Linked DNA regions of Zea mays: regions 2, 3 and 4 are each linked to region 1. Evidence: chromatin contacts called from public Hi-C data. All regions are on one chromosome and are shown on one strand. Each heading gives the region's core, a stretch centred on a gene start, on an enhancer-like site or on the middle of the called end of the contact. The rest is flanking DNA. Distances are from core to core; before and after follow the strand shown.

What was found. Hi-C and Micro-C count contacts between places; a contact is called where the count stands out from the background.
Region 2: a contact with region 1 is called in a Hi-C map of leaf, with 4 times the contacts expected there. The contact joins the promoter of LOC542116 here to the enhancer-like site in region 1. A contact is called at or near these places in 8 of 25 Hi-C or Micro-C datasets (bundle sheath, ear, leaf and 2 more) and 2 of 3 datasets of contacts at active chromatin or transcription factors (leaf and seedling).
Region 3: a contact with region 1 is called in a Hi-C map of tassel, with 4 times the contacts expected there. The contact joins two enhancer-like sites. A contact is called at or near these places in 2 of 25 Hi-C or Micro-C datasets (ear and tassel).
Region 4: a Hi-C map of ear shows a contact between it and region 1, with 2.0 times the contacts expected there. The contact joins the promoter of LOC100280334 here to the enhancer-like site in region 1. A contact is called at or near these places in 2 of 25 Hi-C or Micro-C datasets (bundle sheath and ear).

The regions. Positions count from the first base shown.
Region 1 is chr9:99,686,915-99,689,614 of Zm-B73-REFERENCE-NAM-5.0, forward strand. No RefSeq gene overlaps it. Among protein-coding and RNA genes, the nearest start is that of LOC100275248, 20 kb to the left of the region's middle. Within about 2 kb of position 1,382, at least 13 of the 20 cell types and tissues checked have an H3K27ac peak or open chromatin away from gene starts, as enhancers often do. A contact at or near this core is called in bundle sheath, ear, leaf and 2 more, where this site is marked.
Region 2 is chr9:99,908,735-99,911,434 of Zm-B73-REFERENCE-NAM-5.0, forward strand. LOC542116 (superal 1) reads right to left here and starts at 1,439. Exons shown (of 2, transcript NM_001329492.1): 1 at 556-1,439. The coding sequence starts at 1,193. The coding sequence ends at 579.
Region 3 is chr9:99,847,080-99,850,023 of Zm-B73-REFERENCE-NAM-5.0, forward strand. No RefSeq gene overlaps it. Among protein-coding and RNA genes, the nearest start is that of LOC103640108, 10 kb to the left of the region's middle. Within about 2 kb of position 1,657, at least 19 of the 20 cell types and tissues checked have an H3K27ac peak or open chromatin away from gene starts, as enhancers often do. A contact at or near this core is called in ear and tassel, where this site is marked.
Region 4 is chr9:99,510,473-99,513,181 of Zm-B73-REFERENCE-NAM-5.0, forward strand. It overlaps LOC100280334 (vacuolar-type H+-pyrophosphatase5), which reads right to left and starts at 1,257. Exons shown (of 8, transcript NM_001153260.1): 1 at 893-1,257. The coding sequence starts at 1,157.

The DNA.
Region 1 (2,700 bases), core at 132-2,631:
TTTTTACCACGAGGTGTGGGTTGTAGAGTCTCACCTAGCAATTAGACATCCGGTGCTGAAATAGCTAAATGAGGTTTGGCCGGTCGAATGTTTTAAAAATCTCTAACGTTTAAATGCATTGTTCAATTTTGTCTGAAATTTCACTTATAACTCTAGCATTGAAAAGTTGATAGTATCTACGGACTATATACAAGTCGTTTACTTTAGTTTGTCAACACAACAGTGGTTTGATTTCCTTACACAAACTTAAAAAAGGACTGCAAACTTACTCAAGTTCATCGCAGAGGTGATGTTCTTCCGGTGGTTGGTTGTTGTCCAGTACGGTTCTTCAGGAGAAACCTCGCAAATCTGCAAGAGAAGACCACTTATGAGGAAGGATGTAATTATATAGAGAATTTAAATGCCACAATTTTCAGTCAGACTAATTATGTTAGGAGGGAGGAGGAGGAAAAGGAGTCTAAAATTTATTAGGTAACAACGATAAACCTGTCAGCATCCATAATGCACACTTAGCAACTGTTTTCGTGATTATACAATTCAGGCTATCTGTGGGCAGGGCACAACAGGCGCTGAAAATTTCCAAGTCTCCACTGCTTGGGATCAATACCTTCGTTTTTCAACTTCTGAATGATCTGCCCAAGTCTCCCTTCAGAAGCATTTGATTAGTTTTTTTACCGAATGAACTATAATGCAAAAACAAATCAACTGTAATGCAAAAACACACTACAACGGCTAAAACACAAAGATGCTTTGATTAGTTTTTTGCCGAGTGAACTTTAATGCAAAAACAAATGAACTGTAATGCGAAAACACAATACATCGGCTAAAAAACAAAGATGCTTCTACATTCAGTTGCTATAAGCAGAATGGAAATAATTAAATAATTAAAAAATAGCAGCCTAAGTAGCAGAGAGCACCAGAACTGAAGAAGCTACACAGGATGAATATGAAACTAACTGAATATGTTTAATTTCTTAAGGGAATAACTTGCGTGTGAGTTGAAATGTTATCTTGACTCAAGTAACTGGATATGTTTAACTTTTTAAGAGCATATCCAAGAGAGTCCTATAATTGAGTCCTAAAATTTAAAATAAGACCTAAGTTGAATGGTTTTAAGGCCTAACAAAAATTTATGATCCAACAATGAGTTCTATAATCATTGATTCTGTTGATCTGTGGGCTATCCATCCTCTGGTTCTCATCTGATAGTTGCATTTTTCACCGGCATCTGTCCTGCAACTAGGGATCCATCGTCCATCCTACGGCAAGTGGGCAAACGCTCGTGCTGTCCTACTAGTCATGTTGCATTTGTCTACTGCCAGGAAAGAGCAAAAGGACCAGCGTCCTGCTGCATCGGCGCCACCGCGCCAGGCACGGCTGCACAGCATGGGGAAGGTGCAGCGATCATTCCAAAAGGATGCACAGTAACGGTGTCATGCACTGCAGTATAGTACTACACACTGTTGAGAAATTAGACATTTTTCGGATTAAATTCCGAATATAAATTATGACAACAATAAATAGTTTAGTTGTCTGTTCCACAATAAGTAACTTAACATGTTACTTTTTTTGGATAAAGAAAATTTTATTGCTTCAAAATAATCATAAGTCACAACTCTCTTGAAAAAAAAGTGACTTCTGCATCGCACAAGATGCACATGGTCTAAACAAAACCAACAAACCAAACACTCTAATAGTAATTAATCGTAAGACTAGATCACCACCTATGAGCGTGGGTAAAAAACTCCCTGACCATTGCTCCAAACGTTAACAGGTAGCCAAAACCAACTCCTAGAAGATAGACTTTTGTAGCACAATCTGGGAACGAAGCCAGTGGATAGCCGAATGAAGAACCTACAAAGAATTTGTCGCATTTTTACATTCAAACACAATGTTATTTCTATATCGCCAAATGGCCCAACAAACTGCTGCTGCCCGTAATACCGCTAACAATTTTAAATCTTTACTAATCCCCCTAGCCATGAACCAAACATATTCGCGACACGAGAGAGGGTAAAGATTTGTGGCTATTTGGACTATATGTCAGATTACCCGCGCTACCTGGCACTCGAAGAAAGAGATGCTTAATTGTCTCATTGTTGAGACAAAAGCTACACTTCACGCTGCCATTCCAATTTCGCGTCGCTAGATTATCCTTGGTTAATATTACCTTTTTTGTAAAAACAAAGGAATAATTTTTTATAGGGGCCTTTAGTTTCCATAATTTTTTTGTTAAGGTTGGGTACGTCTAGGTGAATTAAGCCAGGGTAAGTGACTTCACTGAGAATTGCCCATATGGTGATAGATTCCATCGAAATCCATCCTGATCATTTGATAGAACTAAAGGCAAAGTGTTGAATACATCTGCCACACTTACATGTTTATATCTAGCAATATGGTACAAACAAGGGTATTGGTCACGTAGGGTCGATGTAACCCAGCCAGATGTCCTCCTAGAACCTAACCCGAGAACCATTTCTTATTGTGAAAGTCCCAAACCTCAAAAAGTGTTGTTTCACTTTCATAAGCCCAGCCCAAAAATGGGAATCCCTTGATTTCCAAAAGGTTTGGGAGAGGGTTTTCACATTCAAGTATTTGTTGTGGATCAACTATTGCCAAGTTCCATCAGTTGTCAAAAGTCTATAAAGCCATTTGCTTAACAAAGCCTTGTTTTAAATATCTAGATCCCTAATTCCTAAG
Region 2 (2,700 bases), core at 189-2,688, 220 kb after region 1:
TTAAGATGCTACCTAGAGAAATTTCCATCGACGGCATTATCAGGTTTCATTATAGCACTGCAAGCCTGTGAACCACTTAACATCCATGATAGTGGTTTTAGGGAGTGCTATACTGCTTTAGGCATATACAGACAATAAAGCTCATTAACATTAGCTCTAACAGCTATATTTGGTCATTTGTAAGTGCAAGATATAAGAAAAGAACCCACAATATATATTGTTCGTCTTAGGCCTCCTTAGGAACAATGGATTATTTCTTGAATCCTGTGTTTTCCTGTATTTTTTGAACTAATTCCTGTGAAATTCTTATACCATTGCTAAGGTACGCCATTATTTGCTAAAGTTATCTGCTCTAGAGTACAACTCAAATCGCTAAAAAGCTTGGTTCAACAGGTAGTAGATATACATACCTGACCACCTTCACATGCAATTGGGCACAATTTTATAAAGCATCACACTCACGATTCACGATAGCAGTTCTTCAACAATGATCAAAGGCTACCGCAGCAAAACATAGGCTAAGGTCACGGGGGGCTAGGATGAATCTATCATCACCTGATAAAGCCTGAAACAACCTCTCAGCCGCGGGCCTTAAGCTCGGCGAGGCGGCGAGAAAGGTCATCCTCGTCGACTTTCTCCTTATCCTTGGCGGCAGGGATGGCGTGGGCGGCTGCCTGCGGCAGACCGACGGAGACCTCGAGCCCGTAGTCGTCCGCGACCTGCTGCATGAGGCTGTTGACCTCGGTCTCCGGCGTGGAGAGGGAGGTGGAGCCGGCCATGGCGCCCTCCATGAACTCGGCCTGGACCTCCATGTTGACGAACTGGCGCTCGAAATTGTCCATGGTCTCGGACATCTTCTGGAGGTTCCCGGTGGCGAGCGAGGAGTCGAGCGACTTGACGATGGACTGCATGGACTTGCCGATGACCTGCATCTTGGCCTGCGTGTCGAGGCGGGCCACGACGGCGTCGAGGCGAGAGGCGAGGCGGAGGTAGTTCATGTGCTCGGTGCGCTTGCGGATGGCGTTCTCGGCGTAGATGCGGGCGCCGTCCATGTTGCCCTTCTCGATCGCCTTCTTGACCTTGAGCTTCTGCTCCTTCTCCTCCTTCTCGCACTTGCGCGCCTGCCGCTGCAGCGACTTGGAGGTGAACTTGAGGTCGAAGATCTGATTCATCAGCTTCTCCGGGTTCCCCATGGTCGCTGGCGAGCTGGTTGGTGTCGCTAGGGCTGGGATGGGTCTGGGATTTGGCTAGGGCTAGAGTGAGATTAGGAGAAGAGCTGAGAGGGCAATTTGTGAAGGCTCGTGGAGGCGAGAAGGGGAACGAATGGGGATTTTTTGACGACGAGGCGATCGGGTTGGGGGATCGATTCGATTTTGATCTGGGCGAAGAGCCTAACACCACCACGCGGTTTGGTGCCAACACGGCCGTGCGGTGGCTGCGGGTGGGAGTCGTCGTGTGGCGACCGTGTCCTGGCCGTAGATCGTGCTACAGCGCGTGGTATAAACGTTATAGATCCGGTCAAAACCACTGCATTTAAAACTAGAAGAAGAAATATCATGTGTTGAGCAACTCCAAGAGTCTATGTATAATTCTAGCTAAATTTAGAGTTTCATGAGAACTTAAAAAAATAGACAACTTCTTAAACATTAAGGTAAAACAAACTCTTTATAATTCTTGTGGAAATCATTTGACAACAGACCGCCACTCGAGGTACCGATCCGACCGTCAAAGTACGAGATAAGGTACTACACACATACTGTATACTGCATATCTATCATCACAACATTATCAATCACTTGTCGGTTTGGCGTTGTTGTTGTAGACTGCGATTGCCAAGAAGAACTTCAAGCAACTTGAAAAGAGGTACCGTGAGATAGACCCAGCAAAGTGTGTGGCGTCGTGACCTATTTTGTTCTTTGCCTTTTTGAACTGTTGTACCGGTCAATTAGAGGCGAAGCTAGGGGGTTTTATTGGTGTCACTTGACCCCTATAAAATTTAAGAAATACTATACAAATATATTGTTAGCTAGTGTATTTAGATGATGATTAGTAAAACAGACCCCAATAACTTTATTTTCTGGCGTCGCCCCTGCGGTCAATCCGTGTTCATCGTATATGCAGGCAAGCTCACAGCCACGGGAACGGAGATGGTGAGCTGAGTGTGCTCACCAAAGATGATTAGCGATCTTAACAGGATGCCTAGCGGGAAAGAAAAGCGAAGAAAGAGTGTTGGATCGAGTTTTGAGCGCCGTTTTTCTATTTTTACCGATACTAATTGATTTAGCTAGGCTGTTGGAGTTGCTCTTATATGCTTCTAGTAAAAGCGAAAATCAATTTCAAGTCAATTTTAAAGATTTTTTTCTCTTTTCGGATTCTAACAATTCTATCGAGAATATAAGCCATTTTGTTAAGGAGCGTTTAGATTTGCTTCACTTTACAAAATCTAGCTTAGCTTTATAAAATTTTAGCCAAACATTCCAACTCTACCATAAGCAGTCAAAATCTAGTATGTATTTTTAACTCACTCTTAAAGTTTAGGTGGAATTACTCACATTTGTCATTGGTTAAAACGTTTTCTTTTGTTCTGTTCTTAGAAAAGATGACCACGACATTTATGCCTATTTATTGGTCGCCCGCTCGCCTTAGACTGTCTCCAACCATGCTACCTAAAATTAGAGATGTATTCAGTAATCTGCCTCG
Region 3 (2,944 bases), core at 407-2,906, 160 kb after region 1:
GTATAATTAGATATAATTGATATGTGTACAAACTCTAGATATGAAGTTATAATCTTAGCTAGAGATATAATATAATTATGACCGGTGCAAAACAAACTTGTCTTATACTCTAGCTATATATATATATACACACATAATTTGAATATTGATATGCAAAACAAGCAACAAATGATTATTGTTCACATGCATGATTATTCAATTTTAAATAAAAGAGGGTTTTAGTCTATCCAATCTCCTCTATTTCCTGGCTCTCAAATAAGCCCTAAACTCCTCACAATTATTCTAGCTACAATTCCCCGCGCAGTAGGTTCCATCATCTCTAACCCAACTTTAGCATTTGCTTCAGTCCTCGGATGAAGTAGAGAAACCAGCAAATAGCTAGTTGTTAGCTGTGTTATCCGCTAAGAGACACCAGCAAATCAGCAAACATCACCTTAGAATAGTAAGAGAATTTTAATCTCTTCAATCCCCTAACTTTTCCTTGCTCTCCCAAACATTGTTCTTAAGCTGATTTACTAGGTTTAGGGTTTCAGGTTGTCCGCTGATTTTTAGCGGCTACTATATTGATTTACTAGGAGTCTAGGACGAAGGATGCGCCGACAGACGCGCTAGCTAGCTCTCACCTCGCTCGTCGGCGTGCGTGGGTAAAAACCCGCTGAGTATTACTTGCCCAAACCCATACTCGCGAAGAAAAAACACGCCCGCTAAAAAACTCATATCCATGACAGGTATAAAATTTTGTCCAAACTCATACCCATGCGGGTTTCGGGTACCCAACGGATTTCCCATACCTACTAACATCAACATAAAAATAATTCATCATGTAAATGACAATCTATACATTAATAAGCTAAGATAAAAGAAACAAGTGATAACTAATTTTAGCTTAAAATTTGTTACATGAAGTTTATTTTAATTAAAAAATATTTAATTAATAATATTACGATACATATTTATAAGGAATGTTAATTTTAAGGCGAGTTTTAAAAATCCATGGGTTTGCGGGTATGAGTAGTGGAAGAACAAACTCATGCTCACGTACCCGTTGGGTTTCCATTTGAACCCATTAACAAACTCAGGCATTGTTCGGTTAATCCCGTTATCTATGGATTGAACGGGATTGAAAAAAATTGTGAAGAAATTTGACTTGCTTGGGATTTAAACCCACCCAATTCCACTCAATCCACATGGATTGAGAGCTAACCGAACAAGCCCTCATAGGTAAAGAAATTGACTCAAACTCATACCCTAATAGATCAAAAACTCACCGGGTTTCGAGCAGCCATTGCCATCTCTAGGCCGCGTGCGTGAGTGGCGGCGTGTTACTCCACCGCGGCGCCGCACTCGGCTGCATGCCCCCGAACTCGATGCCACCCTTGCCGTACCCGGCCCATCCGATTGGTTCGTACACAGCATTTGCCAGTTTGCCAACGCCAGCTATGCCTGCGCGCATGAGAATAACACCGGCGCCGGCGGTTTCGCAGCCACACCACCATCATGCATTGCGCTTTGCGCCACCACAGCGCTCAGTTTTCGCCCGCATCCGGCGGCGGCGTGCGTGTGCGTCCGTGAGCCGTGGTGGGCCGGCTTGGGGCGTGCGAGCGCGCGTACAGCCGTACACTGTACGTTGGCCTTATGCGACTCGTGAACCCGACGGGCGGCGGCCAAATGCAAGCAGCTCTGCATGCAGCTGGCCGGCCAAGGCCACACGACTCCCGCGCGTATACCCTACCTGTCCTATCCCCCTTCCGGTGGAACGTGCGAATGCCTGCTATGCGAGGCTAGCTGCCCGTGCCCGCTTCGGTGCTAGTACTACTATCTTTTTCCCTCCTGTGCTTAGTCTACCTTTATCATTTGCCTGGCCTGGCCATGGCCACCACCACTCCTGTCTTCTTGTCGCCTTGTTCATTCCGGCATCCGGCTTGCTGCATGCATGCATGCCGCCGGTCTCTCGCACAAATCTGTGGGCGTCCGGTTTGGACGAGCGCTTTTGCTTTTAGGTCTCGCAAATCTGCAGCGTGGGAGTCCCAGTTTTACTAGAACTATATTGTATTCAAAAAAGCCAGGACCGCTTATTTAATTTGGACCAGAGGAAGTACCACCGCTGCTGAAGAGATTTTCTCTGTAGATGGTTTAGCTGATTGTTTGAGACGGGCACCTGATAGTTCCCTCTCCGTTCTAAGTAAATCAACTTCTGAGTTAGTTCTACGTTAAACTAGCTTCACCAAGATATAATAATAATCAAATTAAAATAAATAAATAAATATATCGTGTCACTACCGGACTCGTGTTCTTTGGCTACTGTCTCACAATTGCCAAATGTTACACTCGGCAAACAAAATTCGACAAACATGTTTTGTAATTGGTGAGATTCAAACTCGCAACCTCTCTCGCGCATACCATCCTCTACCAATGTACTACTACATCAATTGTATCTATATTACGTGTTGGGGTCTTGTTCTCAAATGCTATGAATTAAGAATAAGGCAACATAAAATGTTAAACGTTAATGTCCTTCGTCCGCTGAAGCATTATCTCCCTTAGGATATAATGAACTTCGGACGAAGACCATAAGCAAAATATCACGAAGGTCTTACCTTCGTGATTAGTTCTATAGAACAATGTAAACAATGCTAGAATATAAAAAATTAAAGAAATTTATATCAAAGACAGATATTATTAAACATATATTTTATTATACAAACTTAAATATTAAAACACAATATTTAAGTATATTTATACCTTTGCCTTGACAAAGAACAATAATTCCAGTGTGATGCGTCAATGATTACAGAATTGCGTGAACAGTAAAGGTGTATTGTTCATCTATTTATAGGTACAGGACGCAGCCTGTGAGAAATTACAATCATACCCCTTACAAAAGATTACAATTATGACTCAGACCCTTATGGACTAAGAAGTCATTTCATCTTTAAGTCGGTTC
Region 4 (2,709 bases), core at 7-2,506, 180 kb before region 1:
CTGGTCCATGTGCGTCTGTTCTACGACTACGATTCCTTCCAAGTTCAGCGGATGCGGTTGAAAACAAAACTATTTTCTACCTGCTACAATAATGCAAATCCACGGAAAGTTCGTTATCGAGTTATCCTACTAGGGAAGCAAGGACCACAGGTGCAGCAAGCAACGTATCTGCTGCCTGCAGTAACTTATCCTATCCCCACAGGCCACAAGATGGTCACAGCACAGGCCACAGGATGGTCACAGCAAGGACTTATACCGGGACCTCTTGAGAACAGAGCACTGCCATTAGATCTGTATATATGAACACATCCAGCCCCACCACAAATATCTCACAAAAAAATCTAGTAGGGACGAGAAACAGTTTAGTTACCGCAATAAGGACACACGCAGCTAAAAACTATAAGATGCGCTGTGTTAAGCGGGAGCATCCGTAGTTTATTGTTGGATCTGACTGTGCAGGCACACGGCAGGAAAAATCCATGCAACAAACTAACAAACATGGGACACCATCTGATCGAGAGCACAGTTTTAGACTGAATTGCCTTAATCCATAAAACAAACTAACAAACAAGGAACACTAGCTGATCGAGAGCACAGTTTTAAACTGAACCGCCTAAAGAATTAAGAAACGCCTGAAATTCTATTCGCGCGCCTGGTGGACTCTGCACTGCAAACTGATATGAGCCATAATCGAGTAAGTAAAACTTATTAGGTTCCCGCCGCAAGCAAACAAAACAATAAAAACTGCAGAACGACCACCCACCCAACACCGAAGCAAAGCAGTCGAGCTTCTCAACCACTAAACAGCCAGAACCACAAGATCTACGATCAAGCGCCCTCGGATCCACAAAAATCCGAAAACACGAACAGCGGCATGGGCGCACAGCCTCACCTTCGGAGATGGCGTTCTGGATCTCGGCGTACTTGACGACGACGTTGTGCTCGTTGAGCCCCTCCTCCTCCTCGATGAGGTACTCGCTGGCGCCGGCGCCGGCGCCGCTCTTCCCGGCGGAGCCGTCTCCGCGGCGCGGCTCGGGGGAGAGCTTCACCTTGGAGACCAGCACCCACTGCAGCACCGCGAACGCGATGCCTACCACGGCCGCGACGGGCACCACCACCTGCGTGCCCAGCTCGGGCAGGAACGCCGACGAGGCCATTGCCCCCCGTGGAGGGATCCGGGGCGCGCGCTACGGGTTCGCTGCTCCCCAACTTTACGCGGATAATTTCGTGTGGAGTTCGTTCGAGCGCACGGCGGAGGGAGCAGAGCGGAGAGGAGAGGATGACACCGGCAGCCGCCATTTTATAGGAGAGGCGAGGCCACTGGATTCTCTGGAAGAGGGAGTGTAGGTAGGTGATGAGGTTGATGAGAAGGGTGTTTTGGTAATTTTCAGACGTTTTGGTAATTCTTTTCTTGTTTACCGTTTTCTTGTGAATTTCGGTGCTGGTTTTCAGTTCGATTTTTTTGTACAGTATACTATATATGAAATTGATGCCACCATGAATGGATGCGGATAGATGACTAAAATACTTTTTTAGTGTTGCAATGTTGTGCAATTAGAAATTGGGAATGATTGTGTTGAGTGAACGGTCTATGCTTAAAGGGGTGTTTGTTTAAGTTTATAATCTAAACAGATTATATAATCTAATAAATTTTGAACAACAAATTATATAACCCAAACAAACACCTCCTAAATATAACTGTATAATCACAACTGTGAGAAATGTCTTCTTAAATTTGTAAATTTGAAATGTTTCTAAGTAAGGCGGTGTGTAAATGTTACACCCCATCTCTGTCCATCTACAGCGTTCCCGGATAAGTTTGGATAGAAAGTGGGTAAACATTCTAAATTAATCTTCCATTACGGCAAAAGTGCCCATGCTTTTTTTATTTTCTCCAAATTTAATTGAGGGATCTCATTTCAATTGTCTTTAATGAGAGATGTTACACGAAATTTTAAAATCATCGTGTTTGTTCTTCACTCTCGAGCTTTTGACACGTATATAGATATTATGACTAGCAGATCGCGCATATGACTATGCAAAAATAAACAGACTCGCCTTTAAATGGCTAACATCTTGATCCAAATTTTCTGTGTGGGCTCCAACTGCCACAAATATATGCATATATATGGTCCAAGCCTAAAATGTGAAGCAAGCAAATCACAAATCGTGTGGTTGCCCCCTTCATCATCTTCTGGACCCCGGGTGGTCCCTGGACCGATGAGTAAATTGTCGCTGCGTGTCCCAGCCCAGATGGGTCGGCGCGAGACGGGACACAAAGAGGGAGAACAGTAAGGGGAAACCGTGGCCTTCGTGTTGTTCTGCGCCCAGGGCGGATGGATGCGCTTGCGGTAGGGGGTTACAAGCGTTCGCGTGGGAGAGAGAGAGCGAGAGCCTTATGCGCCGGCCTGTTCTCCCGCGCGGCCAACCTTCTCGTACGAGAGCCCTGGACCTTCCTTTTATAGGCGTAAGGAGAGGGTCCAGGTGTACAATTGGGGGTGTAGCAGTGTGCTAACGTGTCTAGCAGAGAGGAGCTAGAGCCCTAAGTCCATGTCGTCGTGGCAGTCGGAGAGGTTTTGGCACCCTGTTCATGTGATGTCGTGGCCGTCGGAGGAGAGCTGGAGCCCTGCGGAAGGACAGCTGTCGGGGCTGTCGAATCTTTGCTGACGTCTCCTTGCTTCCGTAAGGGGCTGAGAGCCGCCGTCGTCA